2 separate regions of the Mus musculus genome follow, and region 2 is linked to region 1. A link is a contact called in public Hi-C data. All regions are on one chromosome and are shown on one strand. The core of a region is the stretch at or near the end of the contact, and the rest is flanking DNA. Distances in the headings are between cores, read along the strand shown.

What was found. Hi-C and Micro-C count contacts between places; a contact is called where the count stands out from the background.
Region 2: a contact with region 1 is called in a Hi-C map of Th1 cells, with 2.4 times the contacts expected there. The contact joins two enhancer-like sites. A contact is called at or near these places in 9 of 484 Hi-C or Micro-C datasets (CD4 T cells, CD8 T cells, the G1E-ER4 cell line and 5 more), 4 of 115 datasets of contacts at active chromatin or transcription factors (CD8 T cells, effector CD8 T cells, embryonic fibroblasts and 1 more) and 1 of 9 other capture datasets (embryonic stem cells).

What each region holds. Positions count from the first base shown.
Region 1 is chr13:93,339,133-93,342,949 of GRCm38.p6, forward strand. It overlaps Homer1 (homer scaffolding protein 1), which reads left to right. Exons shown (of 10, transcript NM_147176.4): 2 at 2,624-2,780. Among named protein-coding and RNA genes, the nearest start is that of Homer1, 37 kb to the left of the region's middle. Within about 2 kb of position 1,874, at least 32 of the 459 cell types and tissues checked have an H3K27ac peak or open chromatin away from gene starts, as enhancers often do. A contact at or near this core is called in Th1 cells, memory CD8 T cells and regulatory T cells, where this site is marked.
Region 2 is chr13:93,591,544-93,595,352 of GRCm38.p6, forward strand. No RefSeq gene overlaps it. Among named protein-coding and RNA genes, the nearest start is that of Gm31977, 4.9 kb to the right of the region's middle. Within about 2 kb of position 1,623, at least 45 of the 459 cell types and tissues checked have an H3K27ac peak or open chromatin away from gene starts, as enhancers often do. A contact at or near this core is called in Th1 cells, memory CD8 T cells and regulatory T cells, where this site is marked.

The sequences.
Region 1 (3,817 bases), core at 624-3,123:
CCCATGAATTTGTTTCTCCATAAGACGCCTCATTTTACTAGTGTGTTTTATTTTTAAAGAATCTGTGTCCCATCACCAATTCAGAGTGTTCAAGGGCAGAGATCCTGAGCTATATTCCTAGCCTCTATCCCAGTTGTTGCCATGTAGTAGATAATTTTGACTCTTTTGCTCTTACACTGTATCAGATGTTGTAATGGTCTCGTTAGTTCTAGGAGTTCTCTTCTTTGTATTAGTGACCATCGTGTGCTAATGTGGAGAGAGGCAATCTGGTGCCCCATCCATGAGGCTTGCTCTGAAGAGCCGTTTTACCACAAACTCCATCCGCTGTCACTGTTCTGTTTGCTGTTTTGCTTTGCTTTGCTTTGCTTTTCCTATACTCTGTTTCCCTGAAACTTTAAAACACACTTTAAGTTATTTAGAATAAAATTTGATTTATTTAGATTTAAACATTAAATATTCCTGGTTAAAAGTTGAGCCAGGAATGGTGACTCACCTACTGTAATCACAGGCCTCAGAAAGCTAGGGCAGGAGGATCTTGAGTTCAAAACTAGCCTGGGCTGCAATAGCAAGACCTCTCCCCTGGCCCGTCTCTCTCTCTCAAAAAATGACAAGTTAAAATTTTTAGGATCTTGAGCTGCTTCAAAAAAGAAAGGTATGCAACAAAGTGAAAAAGATGAGGTTTGTTTGAACTAAGGAAAAACAGATAGCAAATATAAACTGATAAGTGTTGTTTCCCAAACTTGTTTACTCAGAACTTGGAAGTTTGGACTATAGTGTTCCTGTTATTTGCAGGTTGTCTTGTGCCCTACCTTTCCACCTTATAATATTATTTTGAGCTTTGATTAGGTTTTGTTTTTCTATTTGTAACTTTGCTGTACATTTTTAGATCCTACGTGATTTAAGAAAGTGCCGTCTGTGGTTTTGAGTTGGTCCTCCATAGACTTTTCAGGAAAGGATAGTATATTGAAGGGGACCTTTCAGTTAGTACAGAATGATGCATGGGGTGTAAATGTAAAATGTTACAGCAGGGTCAAATGGAAGGACTTCTTGACTTTATAGTCTAGTCTACGGTATATCCTACTAGTCATAACAACCAGGATCTGTAAAGGTTCTAGGAATACCTAATTAGCAAATGGTGAACTTTTGCTCCTAGGGAATATTATGTCATGTTTCTATAAGCCTCTCATCACATTTTTATAAACCAGTCAGTTCATAACATTGTTTCACATACAGTTCTCACACGTCTGTCTGTCTGTCTGTCTTTCTTTCTTTCACTTTCTCTTTCTTTCTCTCTCTCTTTTCTTTCTTTCTTTCTTCTTTTCTTTTCTTTTCTTTTCTTTTCTTTTCTTTTCTTTTCTTTTCTTTTCTTTTCTTTCTTTCTTTCTTCTTCCCTTCCCTTCCCTTCCCTCCCCTCCCCTCCCCTCCCCTTCCCTTCCCTTCTCTCTTTCTTTATTTTCTCTTTCTTTCTTTCTTTCTTTTTTCTATCAATCTATCTAATTTATTTATAGACATGGTCTCTCATTATGTTTGCAGCTCAGTTTGGACTTGAGCTTAAAGATTCCATGTCTCTGCTTCCTAAATGCTGGGAGCACAACACCCAGTTGATGTGTGCTTTCATTTATTATTGTTGCTGCTTTAACATTGAACACGTGACCAATTATAGTATGAGTTATGCCTGAGTCAAGCTTATCTAACACACTTTTCTCCATAAGGCACATTAACTTTCCACCATGAGTATGTAGCACTTAGAAGCACTTCAACATTTTGCTGAGGGGCCATTTTAAGCAGTGAAAGCATCTACAATGGCACAGAAATGCAAAAAAAAAAAAAAAAAAAAAAAAAAAGCTAAACAAACCACTAAAAAGACAGCTGCTTGTATAGTCTGAGTGCTGAAACAAGATGGCAGTATTGTCTTGTTCATCTTCTGGTGGAAAGTATAGGCTAGGTGAGTCCCGTTTCCCAGTGTTCTGTGTATACAGCAAAAACTTAAAAAAAAAAAAGCCACAAGTTCTTACTTGACTATTAAGTTTGGTTCTTCACTGCTTTGATAAAACAATAACCAAAAGCAGCTTGGGGGAGGAAGTGGTTTATTTGGCTTAGTGCTTACAGTTCATTATTGAGGAAAGCCTGGACGGGACCTGAAGCAGGACCTGAAGCAGGACTTACAGATGAACATTGCGACTGCCTTGCCTAGCTTACTTTCTGACACAACCCACAACCACCTGTTCAAAGGTGGCATGGCCAACATTGAGCTGGACACCCCCTGCCCCATGAATCCTTAATCAAAAAATATTCCTCAGAGACTGCATCCAAAAGCCAATTCAATGCATGCAATTCCTGAGTTGAGGTTTCCTCTTCAGGTGACTCTAGTGGTGTCGAGTTGACAGAAGCCTGCAGAGTTACTGATGACGTTAGTGGGTAACTGAATTCATGTGTACAGAATCTCTGAGTAGCAAGAATCGGGTGTAATTGTTTTAACAAAGTTTATATTGGACTACTTACACTTCATACTGGAAAGAAAGATTATTTTATTTGCGGATATATGTAAGTTTCTCGTTAATGTAGTCACTTGTATAGCTTTTATGTTCACTTGTCTAATGAAGTAAAACTGTTCTTTCCTCAGGGAGCAACCTATCTTCAGCACTCGAGCTCATGTCTTCCAGATTGACCCGAACACAAAGAAGAACTGGGTACCCACCAGCAAGCATGCAGTTACTGTATCTTATTTTTATGACAGCACAAGAAATGTGTATAGGATAATCAGTTTAGATGGCTCAAAGGTAAGCTACATTTACTTCAAATAATCTTACTCTCTTGCTTTGTACAACATAGAAGTTCAGTTTCATTCATATTTCTGTTTTCATTAAAATATTTCTTCTAGACTTTTTGAAGCTTAACTTTAGAAAACAAAAAGTGATTATTCTTAGAGTAATAGCATTTTCCCCTCAAGTTATTTGTAGAAACTAACTCCCTTATTATATTGAGTTATATGAAGCAACATAGTCTTCAGCTTTATGATGGGTTAGTTTATTTAATGAACATCCCTGGCATCTCTGTTTTGTATTAATGTTAAATGATAAGAAAATTTCTGTCAGTCACTGTTTCATTATTAGAACAGTACCAGCTATCAGAAAGGCATTTATTTAGCTTTACAGTTTGAAGGCTAACAATCCAAAGGATATATAGCCCTAGCTCCCTGATCTTCTCTTGGTTGCAGCACTGTATGACTTGATAATATTAACTAACGTATGGGTTAGCAAGTAATTACATTCAGAGCCGGTGGAGCTGAGTGGGGTCAGGCCTGCTGTCTTTATGACAGTCCATGCAGTAGAATTGAAGGAGTTCTTAAGAGTTACCCTCCTACAGCATATTTCCACTGTCCTGATTACCTACCTCTAGGTCCTGCACGTACTTGAATGTTCTAGAATACCTTCAGATCACAGAATCAGGGGGCAGGGAGCTAAGGACCTGGGTTTGGATCCCAACACCCACACAGAATCTCTAGGTCCGGGATCTGACACCCCTTTCTGATCTCTGCAGGCACCAGGCACACACGTGGCAAAATACTCATAAACATTAAGTAAATAAATCCAAAACAACAACAACAAAGATCCTTTAGGAAAACACAGTTAAAGGATAACTAACTTGGAGCTGTGAGGCCTTTCCCTGTCAGTTCAGTGCAGAAGTTAGGAGCAGAGTAGAACCTCACCGCCTCATTGGACTTTGTGCTGCTTCCAGTTTGCTAGCCATGCAGCCTTGCACAAGCTATTTAACTTCTGTGCGTCTGTTTTTCACATGTAAAAACGATTGTTATCCA
Region 2 (3,809 bases), core at 373-2,872, 250 kb after region 1:
ATTTGGAGATTTTGTTAGGAAACTTCCACTTTGTAGGGAATTTCTACTGAATTAGGTTCCCATACCACCCCTCAAATGTCCCTCAATTCTAGCTGTCTCTTCTCTCATTTGATCCCTTAATCCCATCTCCCCTCCCCATTCCCACCTGCTCCTTCCATTCTTGCCCCCCCCACATCAGTTCCTGTCCAACTATAAAATCTATTCTATTTCCCCTTCCTAGAGAAATTTATATGTCCCTCTAGTCCCTTTCTCTATGCCTAACCTTGCTGGGTATATGGATTATAGCTTGGTTATCATTTATATAATGGCTTATATCTACTTGTATGTATCCACAAGTGAATGCATACCATATTCATCTTTCTGGAGTCTGGGTTATCTCACTCAGGCTGTTTTTTTTTTCTAGTTCCATTTGCTTGCAAATTTCATGATGTCAATTTCTTAACAGGTAATACTCCATTGTGTAAATGTTCCACATTTTCTTTATCCATTCTTCACTTGAGGAACTTCTAGGTTGTTTATAGTCTCTGGCTGTTACGAATAAAGCAGCAACAAATGTGGTTGGCAAGTGTCCTTGTGGTAGGATGGAGCAACCCTTGGGCATATGACCCAGGGTGATAGCTGGATCTTTTTTTAAAAAAGATTTATTTATTTATTATATATAAGTACACTGTAGCTCTTCAGACACTCCAGAATAGGGGAGACTTTTTTGTTTTGTTTTGTTTTGTTTTTATGACAGGGTTTCTCTGTGTAGCCCTGGCTGTCCTGGAATTCACTTTGTAGAACAGGCTGGCCTCGAACTCAGAAATCCACCTGCCTCTGCCTCCCAAGTGCTGGGATGACTTTCATCATGGTGAACTGACTAAATAGGTGTTTCTTCTCTATATTTGAGGATGACTAACTAGTGGACTGCTGTGCCAATCACTCACCTCTCAGCCTTGATGTCTGGCAGACCTGTCTCCTGCCCTTCCTTCCTACGCTGGGGAGCTGACCCTTAAAACTGCAGTGTCCAGCTCCCACATCATTTGGCTTTGGTCAACCAGAATCACAAAAAGATAGGAGCAGGAGAGAAGCCATCTTAGGGTTTCTACTGCTGTGTGAAACAGCATGGCCAAAAACAACTTTGGGAAGAAAGAGTTTGTCTTACATATCCTGAATGGCAGTCCCTTGAGGAAAGCCATGGTAGGAACCCAAATCAGATGGGAACCTGAGGCAGGAGCTGATTCAGGGGCCACAGAGGGGTGCTGCTTACTGGTTACTCCTTTTGACTTTTTAAATCAGATTTTTATAGAACCCAAGACCACCAGCTCAGGGACAGCCCTACCCCCAGTTGGCTACTCTTATCAGCCATTAATTAAGAAAATGCCCTACAGGCTTGCCCACAGCTTGATCTTATGGAGTCATTCTCTCAGTTGGAGTTTCTTCTCAGATGACTGGCTTGTGTCAGTGTAGTGAGTTGAATACTTATGGCCCCCATAGACTCATGTGCTTGAATGCTTGGGGGAGTGGCACTATTAGAAGGTGTATCTTTGTTGGAATAGGTGTGGCCTTGTGGAGGAAGTTTGTAACTGTGGGGGCAGGCTTTGAGGGTTCCTAAGCTCAAGTTATGGCCAGTGTGAGTCTCCTTCTGGCTGCCTTTGGATCAAGATGTAGGACTCTGTGCTCCTCCAGCCCCATGTCTGCCTGCACGCCACAATGCTTCCTGTCATAATGATAATGAACCAAATTTCAGAAACCATAAGCCAGTCCCAATGAAATGTTTTTGTTTATAAGAGTGGATCTTGGTTTCTCTTCACAGCAATAAAACCTGAACTAAGTAAGGCTGACATAAAAACCAGCCAGCACCTCTGTCCCAATCTCATGCTCAGTGGCACCAGCAACAGTAGTTGAATGTCCTTTGTTCTCTAGCATGACAAAGTTCACCTCCCAGCTCTCTGACTAACACACCTCTACGATGCTTCAGCTTTGGGGTGAAAGCCACTTCCTCCTGTCTCCAGTCTGTGGGCTGTCTCAGCTGCCTGTTTCCTCTTTGAGCTTTGTTTATCCTTCTGCAACCACTGCCATAATCACAGTATAGTACTGTACAAACTGTGTACACACTTTGTTCAAAGTATAGCATATGTATGTCATGTCTGAAAGTGCCATCATGAAACCCTACACTTTGTACAGTTAATAAAAAATCCTGGCGAGATGGCTCAGCAGTTAAGAGCACCGACTGCTCTTCCGAAGGTCCTGAGTTCAAATCCCAGCAACCACATGGTGGCTTACAACCATCTGTAATGAGATCTGATGCCCTCTTCTGGTGTGTCTGAAGACAGCTACAGTGTACTTACATATAACAATAAATAAACCTTTAAAAAAAGAAAAAAGAAAAAAATTCTTTCAACTGAGTTGTGTGGTGTGGGTTCTGTTTTCCAGACACAGCTATGAATGATGGAGAGCTTATGACTAGACAAGTCGGGATATGCTAGATGGAGGTGGAAGAAAAGGAAGATTCAGGTTGGATCTCTTTCTCAGATTTTTGGTCTTTGAGACAGGGTTTCTCCGTATAGCCTTGGCTGTCCTGGAACTCACTCTATAGACCAGGCTGGCCTCAAACTCAGAGATCTGCCTGCCTCTGCCTCCCAAGAGCTGGGACAAAGAGGGCGTGCCTCCACCCTCTGGCCTGTTTTCTAGTTTTATTAAACTGGAGACTCATGATAGCCTCTATTCGCCGGGTGGTGGTGGCGCACGCCTTTAATCCCAGCACTTGGGAGGCAGAGACAGGTGGATTTTTGAGTTCGAGGCCAGCCTGGTCTACAAAGTGAGTTCCAGGACAGCCAAGACTATACAGAGAAACCCTGTCTCGAAAAACCAAAAAAAAAAAAAAAAAAAAAAAAAAAAAAAAAAAAAAAAGATAGCCTCTATTCCTCTTGATGTCTTTTCATCTGTCTTTTACAAGGCTTGTCACAGTAATTCTAAAAGCCATGTAGCCCATGCCTGCCTTGGTCATTGTTTTATTTCTGTGAAGAGCCACCACCAAGCCAACTCTTAGGAAAGAAAACCTTTAACTGGGACTTGTTTACAGTTTCAGAGGTTTAGTCCATTATCATCATGGTGGGAAGCATGGTAGCATGCAGGCAGACATTGGACCAGCAGCTGAAAACTACATCCTGACCCATGGCGGGGAGGGAGAGAGAGAGAGAGAGAGAGAGAGAGAGAGAGAGAGAGAGAGAGAGAGAGAGAGAGAGACTGGGGGGCCTGGGTCTGGAACCTCAAAGCCTGGCCCCAGTGACACACTGCCTCACCCCCTAATTCTTCTAACCTTATGGATGAGTTCCACTCCCTGGTGATTATGCATTCAATTATATGAGCTTATGGGAGCCATCCGTATTCAAACCACTACAATGCCTTCTTAAAGCATTCCAAAATCCCATCTTATCTAGAATAAGAGCTAAACATCTACCTGGGCACTATGCAAACTCCAGCAATTCTCATCATGTGAGTGATGTGAGTGGCGCCCCCTTTGGGGTCGAATATCAGATATTTACACTACAATTCATAACAGTAGCAAAATTACAGTTATGAATAGCAACAAAATAATGATATGGTTGGGGGTCAGCACAACATGGGAAGCTGTATTAAAGGGTTGTAGCATTAGGAAGGTTGAGACCCCCTAGGTTACTCCATCTAGTGTGTTCTTCATTATATTTACCATGATCTAAACTTACATCTTCTTTCAACCCAAAGGTTGAGAGCAGACAGCTTTCTTATGCTCACTTTCTATTCCTTTCATTCTGGCATCTAGTAAAGAGTCGGTCATCTTTTTTGTT